Linked DNA regions of Zea mays: region 2 is linked to region 1. The links are chromatin contacts, called in public Hi-C maps. All regions are on one chromosome and are shown on one strand. Each heading gives the region's core, a stretch centred on a gene start, on an enhancer-like site or on the middle of the called end of the contact. The rest is flanking DNA. Distances are from core to core; before and after follow the strand shown.

What was found. Hi-C and Micro-C count contacts between places; a contact is called where the count stands out from the background.
Region 2: a Hi-C map of ear shows a contact between it and region 1, with 2.9 times the contacts expected there. The contact joins the enhancer-like site here to the promoter of LOC100191512 in region 1. A contact is called at or near these places in 2 of 25 Hi-C or Micro-C datasets (ear and tassel).

What each region holds. Positions count from the first base shown.
Region 1 is chr1:207,452,575-207,459,411 of Zm-B73-REFERENCE-NAM-5.0, reverse strand. LOC100191512 (acyltransferase) reads right to left here and starts at 3,985. Exons shown (of 2, transcript NM_001136944.1): 1 at 3,182-3,985; 2 at 1,624-2,732. The coding sequence starts at 3,631. The coding sequence ends at 1,848.
Region 2 is chr1:207,692,805-207,699,088 of Zm-B73-REFERENCE-NAM-5.0, reverse strand. No RefSeq gene overlaps it. Among protein-coding and RNA genes, the nearest start is that of LOC103645223, 46 kb to the left of the region's middle. Within about 2 kb of position 3,503, at least 17 of the 20 cell types and tissues checked have an H3K27ac peak or open chromatin away from gene starts, as enhancers often do. A contact at or near this core is called in ear and tassel, where this site is marked.

The sequences.
Region 1 (6,837 bases), core at 2,736-5,235:
GTTTCAAACATGTTTTGCGCTTAAAAATACTATGCAACGACATACCCAATTCAACCTTATGATTCATTTTAGTTGACTTGTAATAAAATAAAAATATATAAAACTATAATGTTTGATTCTAAACCACTCAAATCTTATCAAAGTAAACTAAATTTTGAGAAATTTTGCCGATTCAAAAATTAGGCATTACACAATAGTACGCCACTATGGCGCATGCATGGACAACGACCGCCACGTCTGGAGACGACTTCCGCCATCTATGGTGTATGGGTGGCTTTGACCATCCATGACGTGTAGGCAGTGCTGACACTGGATAGTGGATGGACAGTTACACCTTCAATAATAACAGTAGAAGGGGTCTGGCTACCAAGCTGGTCCCACACAACATGTAACCCCCTCTCCCTTAGATTATAAATGGGAGAGGGGCCCCTTAAGAGGGGACATCTGATCCTAGCTCAGGACAAAGTCTTTTTCGACTTTGAAGCAATACAACCTGCAACCAAGAGAACATAGAATATTATGCTCCAATGATCCAAATCTTTCTCAATCTACTATCCCTCGTGCATCATATACTCTCACATTGGGTTCTCTACCGTTAACCTAGAGTACACCAAGTCCCCTTGGAGATCATGAACTCACGGTGATTTGCTAACCCCCCGCCGAACCTAAAAAAGGTACATCATGTACACTCACTAAGGCTGGTGGCAATGGGGGCTAGAGTAGAGGCGAGAGTGGACATCCCATAGCAGGTGATGGGCAGGAGACGAGCGAGAGGGTGGGAGCGGGCGATGGCCGCGTCGCCCGGCGACAGTGTGCCTATCGCCTCGCTCTAGCCCGCATTGGAGAGCAGATGGGGTGGTAGAGAAGTGAGATACGGGCGATAGAGGGGTGATCCGTTGGAATGGGTGCGGGCGGGTGAGAGTGAATTGGCGGCCTCTGATTGGTCCATGCCAGCCACGTCAGTGCCACGTGTACTAGCCGTTGGTGATTGTTTGGAGTCCAAAAAATTCAAAAAACAAACAAAAAAACATAAATTTCATTTTCAGTCCATTTATAAATACTCTCACTTAGTTGAAGCTCATTTCACACACTATTTCATCTCATGGAATTTTGTTTTCTAATTACTATGTAATTTTATTCTAAGTATCATGTAATACATAATTTTTAATTCAATAAAAAAATGTGTTGCGTAATTTTTAGATGTCCGAATAAATCAGCATGAAATAGCTATTGTGAAATAAAAAAGATGAGTTGGCTACGGGTTGAGACTGTAGCATGTTGTACTTTGTCTCTGTATACTAAAGTAGCAGAGACGAGAATAGAGTTGAGAGCTGACGTGACATGGGCGGAGAGATGGTGCATGGAACCAGCCTAAGGGCCCACCGTCAAACGTTATAACAAACAGCAAACACGAGGCATGTGCGGTGCAAGCATACACTCAGAAAATACTCCATGGTTGCACGTAGATTCTAAATTCTTGCATTGGTTGATTGGTTCGATTCCATGGTATGGTACAAGTGGAAGTACATGCATAACAATATAATGAGTACATTACTGCATTACTACAACGAGTGATGACATATATAGGGACCATGCTCGATCACTCGTGAGCTTGCACAAACTAATCGAAGTCTGGTCCATCCTTATTCAGCTCCAGTCCAGCAAATACAGTGTAATCCAACACGCACGCCTAGCTCGTACAATTAATCAAGGAACAAAGCAAAACACTAGTATAATAATAATATAGCAAGCAGGAACGTACACAATACTTACTACTAAAATAAAGCACGATCAACGAACTGGATGGGTGGACAGTGGACACTGACACGACGATCGACGACTCGGGCTTAGGCTGCCGCCTGGCGCAGGAAGAAGTCGTCGTCCTTCTCCAGCCTCTGCATGGGCTCCGGCTGCAGCGCCAGCTCGACGTCGATGCCGCCGTCACCGCCGCGGCCGGGGTACAGGTACACCATGCCGTCGAACTTGTTGTTCCCGCCGCTGCGGACGCGCTCGGGCCGTCCGAAGCCGAAGTCGACGTCGTAGACCCTGAAGCGCGGCGAGCTGCCGACGGCCACGCAGTTGGGGCCGGCGTCGCTGTAGTGGAACAGCTTGGGCGCCGCCTCGTACTCCTCCAGCCTCCTGGTGACCGCGGCGGCGTCGTGCTCGTCGATGGCCTTCTGCAGCAGGCCCGCGGGCAGCTCGGGGGGCCCGCCCAGGAGCATCCCCGCGGGCACGCCCGTGAACACCGCCTGGATGAGGTTGCCGAAGTAGGCCGGCGGGAGGGGCGGGTCGAGGCGGGCGCGGCAGTCGGCGAAGACGGCGAAGGCGGTGATGTCGGCGGGGCCGAGGCCCCGGGCGCGGGAGACGGCGCGCCAGATGTGCGCCCCCAGGGACTGGAACGTTGAGAAGGGCTTTGCGCCCGGCGGCAGCGCCGCGTTGGCCGCGGCCTTGATGCGCGCCACGGTGGGCTCCGGGAACGAGAAGACGCGGGCCACCAGCGCCTTCTTCGGCCCGTTCGGGTCCGTCTTCTCGTGGGCCTCGGCGGACGCCGGCAGCTCCAGCCGCACGCGCACGGAGCGGGACAGGGACCGGTCGTGGATGGGCTGCAGCGACAGGGGTACGCCGCGGCAGAGCTCGGCCCAGGAGGACATGAAGTGCCACGTGGAGGTGCCGTCCAGCACCGCGTGGTTGAAGGCGCACCCCACCGCCAGACCGTCCTTGAGCTTTGTGAACTGCATGCATGCAAACGCATCGCTGTAAAAACAAGATGACTTATGTTGCCTGGCCAATGGTTTATGTGCACTGTACAGGCAGCCGCTGTTGGGGTACTTGGTACCAGCAATGCATTACTTCCATCTGCCAGTATACAGTGGGTAGGTTGACATTCAAGACTCATTTACTGTGGAGATTAATGTGGATCGGAGCAAGATGATGTATGCATTGTCTAAAATCGTAAATTTGTTTTTTTTAAAAAAAATACTATGTTTTTAAAGTTTATCCTGTTTGCTGTGTTAACATGACATCATGAAGAATGTAAGGGATTTGTACGTTTCGATTTTGAACAAGGCGTCACGCAACTGATAATTAATGGGAATGGCGTGTCAAGTTTATCCTGTTTGCATGCTGTGATCCATAGCGCGACCGAAAGATCTCGGAAATACTACAATACAACGGCACTCACTTGGACGGCGAGAAGCGGGCGGCGGAGGCCCTCGAGGTTCATGACGCCGGTGTAGGGCACGAGGTGCTGCAAGACCTTCTCCGCCTCGTCGCTGCAGTCCCCTCCGGCGAGGTCGTCGACGGCGACGCCCTGGGCCTCGGCCTCGAAGACCTCGGCGCCCTCGTCGCCCTCGACTGCCAGCGCGCCGCCGTCGTCCTGGCGGATGCGGCCGGCGAGCGGGTAGAAGACGCGGAGCGCGTCGGCGAGCGCGGCCGTCATGCGCGCCACGGCGTCCGGGAAGTCGGGGGCGGCGCGGTACAGGAGCAGCTTCTGGTTGTAGTAGAAGGTGATGTAGGGGAGGTCGAAGGTGGCGAGCGTGCAGCGGTTCTTGGCCGGCGCCACGGTGCGGGCGCCGGTCACGGTCACGGTCACCGCCGCCGCCTCGTCGGCGCTGCCGTTCTCCACGGCCATTGCTGCTGCTGCTGCTGGGGCTTGTTCCTGGCTAACAGTACTAAGTGTGAGGAGTCTGTGAGGTGAGGTCGAAGCGAGGTGGATGGGTGAGTGATATAGGGAAGCCAGGAGGAGGAGGTGGGTGGATCAGGCATTTAATGGTGGATCTTCTCAGCGGTGGCCGGAGAGGCGACGGGCAGGATCGAGCACCGCACAACGGCACGACACGAGAGGGACAGGCAGAGGCCTGACCATATAGTGAGGGAAGAAAAAGAAGAAATCAGGAGGAAAAAATGGCGACCGGGCAACGAAGACGACAGCGCGATGGAATTGAATTGGAGCCTTGGAGGTGGAGAAAAGCGATGGAGGTGGTAGATGGTTCGGTTGGGAGGACCCGGATCGGAGGAGGTGCACATTTATGGCCTGCCGCGCGGCCTTCATGGTTACCACGCGACGCGATCGACACTAGGATGAAAACGGGACGGATACAGCCGGATATAGGGTCATCCCGTATCCTACCCTAATATATTTCTCTCGGATACGGGACCGAATACGGGTAGTTAAGATTCGGGACGGATACAGGACGGGACCGGGTAATAATCCGGACGGGTAAGAAACGGATAACGGATACTACTCGGGTAGGTACCGGATAATTGTCGGGTAGTTCATCCGATGATATTAATTGTCCAACCATCCATAAGTTAAGCAATACATAATCATGTATATGATACATCAGATGTAAGAAAGGAAACCGGTAAAATTGACATCATGCAGTTCAAAGTTGCTTATCACAAGAACATTGTAGAACCAACACCGCAATATTTAAAATTCATAAAATATTCTAGTTCTAAAAATTTGCAAATAAGTTACAAAAACTAATAAACATTTTATATGAAGATAACTCAAGTCCTCGTATGAAAATGATAAAGTGAAGTACTGATTATATTGAAACTTGGATACTTACACTAATTTCACATGTAACTCATACAAATAAGTGAAAGGAAAGAAATGTGGGCATCTTATAGATCTTATGATCCAAACATTTTTTATGGTTACATATGGACATACGTTGTATCTCCGTAAAATTTCACAATTTTTTGAGGCTATTTATGTATTATTAATTTCTTGTCATAGAAAATCATCAAAATACAATTAAATCATTAAAATATTGTTTAAACAAAAACATGATGTATTACAAAGTCATAGATCTCTTCAAGCTCTACAATTTTCATATAAACTTTATCTTCATCCGATTTCATATGTAAAAGTTATGATTTTATAACTATATTATGCAGAAAAAGAAAAAACGGGTACCCGAATTCCGGGTACCCGTATCCGACCCGGGATTTTCGGGTACTGACCGGGTATTAGTGATTCCGTATCCTACCCGTATCCGAGGTTCAATATCCGGGTAATACCCGTATCCGTCCCGACAAACAAAATACCTGTATCCGTATCCGAAATTACGTCCCGTTTTGGTACCCGTATCCGATACCCGTTCCGGGTACCCGTCCCGTTTTCATCCCTAATCGACACACGAGTCTGCTCTGCACTGCCGCTCTTTTTTTCTTCGATTCGAATCAGCCGGCCGCCCCGGCCGGCCCGTATTTTTTTCATGCCACACCTCACATACCAAACCAGCTCACAGGACACAGCTGGTTTGGTACTCTGGTAATTCTTCCTCCCGAAAGGGACCACCACCCGTATTTTTCCATTATAGCCTTTTCTTTAAAAAAAAGCTCTAGGAGTTCTGAAGAAACTAATTTCGACTAGATCATGGAGTCGATCGATACTGTAAACGATAAAAGCGAGGTTACACGTCTCGACACTACAGAACATAACACAAGGTATCACGACCTATCCGGCGTGAGCGCTAACATGACAGAATCTCGACATCAAGATCCATGCTAACAAGGTCGGCGCGATCGATTTTAACATTATTGAGGTCCCCATCCACTACAGAAGACACAGTCATTTTCGATGGCCAGAAGCCGCCAAAAATAATATCTTTGCCGCCGAAAATAAGCTATTTTCGGTGGTTTCTGACCGCCAGAAAAAATCAACCGAAAATAAGCGTTTATTTTCGGCGGCCAGCGACCAGCCGCCGAAAATAGCTTATTTTCGGCGGTCGACAGGCTAGCCGCCGAAAATAAGGGGTTATTTTCGACGGCTAGGCTGCGGCGCCGAAAACAGTAACCACCGAAAACAGCAGCCGCTTATTTTCGGCGACCTCAGTTGGCCGCCGAAAATTAACATTTTCAGAGATTTTTTTTGAAAAATGCAAAAAACAACAACAATTTCATCAACAGTATAATCACAATACAATGACAGAAACGAATAGTTTACATATCGGGGTCCATTACAGTTCACAAATAGTCCACAAACGGTTCACCACATCAGAGTTCACAAATACAACATCACAGTTCACAAATAGTCCATTACAACATAATGACTCCCTCTAAAAGCGAATAACTCAAACCATCAACATAATCTCATTGTAACAATTGTTCGAGAAAAAAAAATACTTGGACTTAATGGCCATGAGCCGAGTCACAAAAGCGAGTATACTCACATATGTGTTCATGCAATGGCTCTTTAGAGTCTTTTAGTAGTTTAAAAAATCTGGAAACCTCTCGTGTGACAGGATCCTCGGAGCTTAGGTTTAATTCTGGACGTAGCGAATCTAGCATCTCATGCATCGCATCATCGCCAGCCCAATTATTGTTCTCCTCATCTTCTACATTCCGGTTGCGTACTACCTCACCATTGATGTTCCCACACCTCAAATTTCGGGCATAAATCCAAACTGACAAAGATCTAGGCTAACTCTTTCCTTATTAAGAAATATACTATTTTTGTGCCGCCTACAAGGGCATCTGACAGTGCTGGTTAATGACAAGGAGAATACGTGGTCCACAAAACCTTTGGTCTTGGCTACTCAATCATCAGAATGACGTCCATTCCTACTCCAACCATTGTACATCTATGTACGATCTTCAGTCATGCCTGAGACTGTTAAACCGAACCATGTCGTGAAAACATTATTTAACTTCGTCAAGGGTATCGGTCCTACATGTATAGGCAATGATAGGTTCTAAACCCACATCAAACTAGTAGGACCCAAAAAAGTTTCGGTAGCATAACCTCGCTGCCACAAAACAATATAAGAAATGAACCACATATACCACATATATTGCTGTCGGTGTTTCGACCCGGGGGGTCCCTGG
Region 2 (6,284 bases), core at 2,254-4,753, 240 kb before region 1:
GAGGCGGGCTCGATGGTCGAGATGGTGGTGCCCGTTGCCGAGGCGTTCCCGGGCGGCGGGCACCTCGTCCCGTGTACGCTCGGGATGGACCGAGGCTTCCCGAATGCGCCGGGAGGACACCGCGTGATGCTCTGAGGGGTTAGCTCGCCTGCGGGAGGCGGAGCTCTCGGCTCGTCGAACCGCGGCGCCTTCTAGGAGATTCTTGAGTTCGCCCTGGATACGCCGTCCCTCGGTGGTGGATGGCTCCGGCATGGCTCGAAGCAGCACCGCCGCTGCAGCTAGGTCCTGGCCAGACCCGCTGACGGCCGGGGGCAGCGCTGTCCCGACATTGTCGACGATGCGGCGCCGGATGTCTTGGGCCCGATGACAGGCTTCTCCGGCGAGTGATCGGCCTGCCCACTCCTGTTCGATGTTCTGTCGGAGCTGTACAAGCCGGCCTGCTTCCCCGTCGACCCGGGCCTGCATCTCATGGATTTGCTCGAGCTGTATGTCCTGACCCCCCGCAGGGACTGGGACCACAGCTAGCTCCCGCGGGATGTCAACGCGAGATGCGGGCCTAGGGGGATCGTCAACCTCTGGCATACCGAGGTGGTTGCCTTCGTTGTGATCTCCGAGATCGACGTGGAAACATTCACGACTTGGGCCGTAACCCTCGTCGTCATGGTCATGGCCATCGTTAGAACAACCGGAGAGGCAGTGGTCACATGCGGACATGAAGCCCCACATGCCACCGGGGTCATTGAGGGCAGAGAAATCCCAACCGGAGTCGGGGTCGTCGTCTTCCTCAGAACCCACCGGTCCGAAGGTTGAGACGGCTGTCAGTCGGTCCTAGGTCGACCACATGTGGTACCCCGGAAGGTTTGGATACGCCTTTACGAAGGCGCTCACCATAGCGGGGTCGCTAGGTGGATCGAAGCTGAACCAAAAAGGTATGGGATGGAAAATGGACGGTACCTCTTGGTCGTTGGACGGTGGTGAAGTCGCGTCGGGGGCGGAGCACACCGTCATCTCAGGTACGAGGGTAACGCCCAGAAGGTCCTTTGCGAGGGTGCTGGCGTCATCAGTCCGCTTGGGGCTGACACGTCGCGGGGAAGTGACACCCGCCGTCGTATCAGGTGCGAGGACAACGTCCAACATGTCCCCTGGGGGAGTGCCGGCATCGTTGACTCGCTCTGGTGCGACAGCCGACAAGGTGCCGCCTCCTGCGTGGCCATGGTTGCCTCGTCTCCGCCTCCTCCGTCGAGGAGGGTGGCGGGGACGACCGGAGCGCTCCTCTTCTGCCGCGGGGAGATGTTATCGTAGAGCTCGCCGCCGCCGGGCGAGTCGAAGACCGTCGTTGTCGTCACGCCGCGGGGGGAGGAGTACCATGTCGTAGCTGCCGTCGAGGGACATGAACTCGAGACTCCCGAAGCGGAGCACCATCCCGGGCTGGAGAGGTTGCTGAAGACTCCCCATCTGGATCTCAATGGGAAGGTGTTCGTTAACACACAGCAGGCCGCTACCTGGCGCGCCAACTGTCGGCGTCTCGGACCCGGGGGGGGGGGGGTCCCTTGGACCGACCAGTGAAATCGCTGCGTGTCCCTGCCCAGATGGGTTGGCGCGGGATGAAAGACAAGAGGTGGGACAAGCCTTGTATTATCCTGCACCAGGGGTGCCGCTCGCAGTAGGGGTTACAAGCGCGTCGCGTGAGAGAGAGAGGGACACAGAGCTCGTCCGTCGCTTCCCTCGCGCGAACCCCCCTCAGGGTGGCCCTGGATCTCCCTTTTATAGAGGCAAGGAGAGAGTCCAGACGTACAACGGGGGGCGTAGCTATGCGCTAACGCGTCCGGCAGTGGAGTGCCTAAGCCCTGTCTACATGCCAACGTGGCTGTCGGGGGAGAGCTTGGGCCCTGTACATGTGATGGCGTGGCCGCCAGAGGAGCGCCTGAGTCCTGTAGGAGCACAGCTGGCGGCGCGGCGAGGATCCTGCTGACGTCTCCTTGCTGTCGTAAGGGGCTGAGAGCCACCGGCGTCATGGCGCACGCGGGGCACCATCATTACCCGTCGCCGGGGTAAGCCGGATGGGACGTCGATCTTGTTCTTCCTAGCCTGAGCAGGCTAGGAATAGGGAAATGTTGTATCCCCTGTTAGCGCGGTCGGTCCGAGCCTAGGGTCGGTCGAGGCGGAGACTTCTCTTGAGGCCGAGGCCGGGGTCGGGCGAGGACGCGATTCCTCCTGAGACCGGGGTCGAGGCCGAGTCCGGGGGTCGGGCGAGGCGGAGACCTCCTCCCGAGGCCGGAGCCTGAGGTCGGGCGAGGCGGAGACCTCCTCCCGAAGCCGAAGCATGAGGTCGGGCGAGGCGGAGCTTCCTGTTGCGCCCGAGGCTAAACTCGGTGGTTGATCGTGACTTGTTGTCAGTCGTTGCCGGGGTGGCTGACACGGCAGTCGGAGCGGAGCGAGCGGCGCTGTTTTCCTGTCATATCAGACAGTAAAGAAGAGGGGCGAAGTGACTGCGGTCACTTCGGCCTGGCCGACTGAGGCGCGTGTGTCAGGATACGGCGTCAGGCATCCCCTGCATTTAATGTGGATGCGAAGCGGTCGGTTGGTGAGGTGGTCTGGCCAAGGTTGCTTCACAACGAAGCCTGCCCGAGCCGGGCCTTGGGTGTGCCGAGGGGGCGCCCGCTGCCTGAGGAGGCCCTCGGGCGAGGCGTGAACTCGTCTGGGACTACTGTTCCAACCCGAGGCTGGGCTCGGGTGAGATCGCGTCCCTCGGGTAGACGAAGTCTTGGCTTGAACCGCACCCGTCAGTGGGTCTGAGGGTGTTTACCAGCCATGATTAGGAGCGTTGGGGTACCCCTAATTATGGTACCCGACAAGCGTTGTCTTACATACAATTTCATAACGTTGTTAGTCTTAGGTGTTTTCCTTCCTGTCCAATTAGGAAGTAACAACCCATGTTACTTGATGACATATAATGACAGTGGAACAGTAGAACCCTAATGCTTTATAGGAGTAGAGACTAATAATACTGTATATCGGATCCTATATATGCATGTGGCTTCACATCAGATGATTTCCTTGCCAAAAGATCAGAGCTAATAAATAAATACTTCCCGTTCTTTTTTATTTATCGCATCTTAGTCTAACGTTAAATTAGTAGACGACAAATATTTGAAAATGGATAGGAGGTAGTATAATAATAGCACCTAGCAGATCCCTGAGGTGACCTGAAACTTTCAGTTGATCCTTGATCAACTTACCTGATGGCTCGGATCGCTTCATCGATTGGTTGATTGGCGATGCGATCCATAGGCGTGTGCGTCTGTCTCTCCTCCCCATTAACACGGGCACGGCAACACCTACTACTCTCTTCTCTTGGCATATTATGAAATAAAACAACTAGAAAAAAGAACTTGTTTTGCTGGAGTTGCTGCTGGCTCGCGGACCCAGTAAATAATGAGGCCTGGGCTCCTGTCAGGCCCATCGCAAGTTCCAGCCCATCTGACGGCTGCCTCTTCCCTCTTTAGCTCTAGAACTTCGTTTGCGTACGGATAGGCCTACTAGCAGCATGCTTTGCAATTATACTATTCAGGTGTTTGGCACCACTCGACTTCAATAAAAAAAAAAACTCTACTTCATGAACTTTAAAGTTGCATATTTCTTAGAAGTGTTTGGCTTGCATACCAACTTCAGCTTTACTAAAATAAAATTTTGTTTAGAAGTATCCCTTGTACCTTTAAATGATATATGTAACTGTTTTGCTTACATGTTTTTATAAAACCTTAATTAAAAAAAGTAACAGTACACTATATAATAATAATAATAATAATAATAATAATAATGTTTATACGACATACTAATACTATAATCCACAATTCTTATGAACATTATAAAATAGTATCATTACAAATATGGGACACAATAAACTACTACTTGTTGCTGCTCTACGAGAATAACGTTTGTGAAGCACCCTTTTTGCCGCTTTATGAATAAACTACTACTTGTCTCGGTCTTTGGCTTGATGTTTTCGAAACCGAACAGGTTTTTTAAAAGTAAAGTAGTCCCAAACACTCCCTTATTTTTATTTTGCAAATGTAGTTGGCCCGCTTGGTAATTAGGCCAGTGCAATACGGGTTGGTACCAACTCTGACGTGGTGACTCAGGCGGTCGGTACCGACCGAGACAATCGCAACACGGGTTGGCTCGGTTGACCGATCGATTGGGCTGCCGACAGACAGGTCTGAACGATACTGGTCACATTGGAACTCACGTGGTCAGATCCAACCGACGCGTTGGGCCACAATTTTGTGGGATAGAAATCACTGGTCCGCACAGCGTGGATTAAAGTTCATGGACCGTTAAAGGCCTGAATGGGCCATAAAATTAAACGCACGGGTTGGCCGACTAACTCAGACCTGAGAACTATAGAAGCCTTGCTTGAGTACCAAGGCACTGCAGCGATCGTTGCAGACGAGGCCGAAGCAGTATTCTATGTCGTACGTAAGTCGGAACAAGATCACCATGCATGCAGCGTCATCCGCGAACCAGAACAAAATTCCGTATGTGTAGATAGCGATAAGTGTAAACATGTAAAGCATGATCTCGTCACCTATATAAGGTGGGATAGGCACGCCTACTAAATGATTCCTCACCCCCATAGTCTAAACCAGTATTCTATCTTGTAACCTCAAACTCACATCAATATCATATTCACAGAGCACATGACGTAGGGTATTACACGGTGACTCGAACCTGTATAAACCCTCATGTTCCATCATGCTGCGCATGAACCATCAAGTTGTAGTCGATCTCGCCAAACCACAAAAAGCACTACATGGTATACCCCATAGTGTGTTACCGGTACTAAACATCGACAGCTGGCGCACGAGGTAGGGGAGGCGACATCAACATCAGTTAGCTCCATGGCCATCATATTCACCGACGCCGTCAACTTCATAGTTGGTGAGATGTTTCATTTTGGATCGATCTCTTCTATTGCTGATCAAAGTGGAACTCTGCACCGCATCGCTGATGCGGAGAAAAAGTCCAAGGGACAGATGGTTGTTGCCTCGATCCGATAGGGCCATTTACTTAAGTCCACAATAGCTCCAGCGACGACTACAACTACGCCACAACCAAAGGCTGCGTCACCATGAACTGCATCGACTCATCTCTGGTTTCAAGCGTCCAAGACAATAATCAAACTACACCGGATCATCACCTCATCACCCGATCATAGATCTATGTCAACACCTCCGCCCTAGACGAGAACCATGACATCTTCGATGTGGCACACTCCACTCTCTACTTCCCCGACTCGGATCTAGACTCAGATCAGTCGGAGGAGAAGGGAGCACCAATCAGAAAATCACCCTCCACTAAAGGACCGCTAGGACCTCCAACATGCACATCTCCAGCCACATCGTCCAGAAGTCAACAAGAAGGAAGGAGACCCTCTGGCCGGGCTCTAATTGGGGCTCACCACCACCACCACCCAAAGAAGGATGCACGGCTAGATGGTGGAGCTCCATCGACATCTAAGACACAGTGTCTCGCATGAACTCGTGCTCATGCGAGACATATCGCTCCAAGACTCTGGAGTCACTTAAGACTAGGCTAACATCTGCCGCGGTCACTAAGCCTATGGCCACGATCACCTAGCATGTGATGCCAGAATCACTCCACTTCCCCAATATCCTCATCATCAATGGTGGTGTGGAGGACAACTTTGTCTTTGACGACAAACCTGTGGAGGCAGGAGAAGACCCACAACAGTGCTGTGAAGCATCTAGGCCCCTAAGTGATGTTTTAGTAATTAATGACAACCATTTGTGGACTAACGAATTCTTGGAGAAATAAGAATGTAGGTTTGACCACTGGGAGAAGAGCTTTATTGAAAGTCTTGGAGACCTAAAAGCGTTGGTCGTGGAATCGATGAAGGCAAGGTATAACTTAGGATTTTACTTTTGCAGGCCACAAGGTGTTTAGAGAAGAAAAATGACTGGATTAGTAGGCTAGATAACTGTTTTAAGAGAAAAAGCATGTTTGGAAAGTGGGCTAATAGTTTGTGTCACGAACCATCCATGATCTACTCAGAGAGGTCCGAAGAGTTGGTCCAAACAGTTTGTACTAACTGTCTAGGCCATGTGGCCGGACCCTACACATTCCTGACCAAAGAAGTATCCGAATAGCACAAGTCCTTGAGTAGTTGTGCGGACCATCCAACTGGGGTCAAGGGACCATCCACAAGTGCCAAAATGGAATTGGACAAGGTCTGTGTGGTTTTGGAGATTTGTACCACGGAC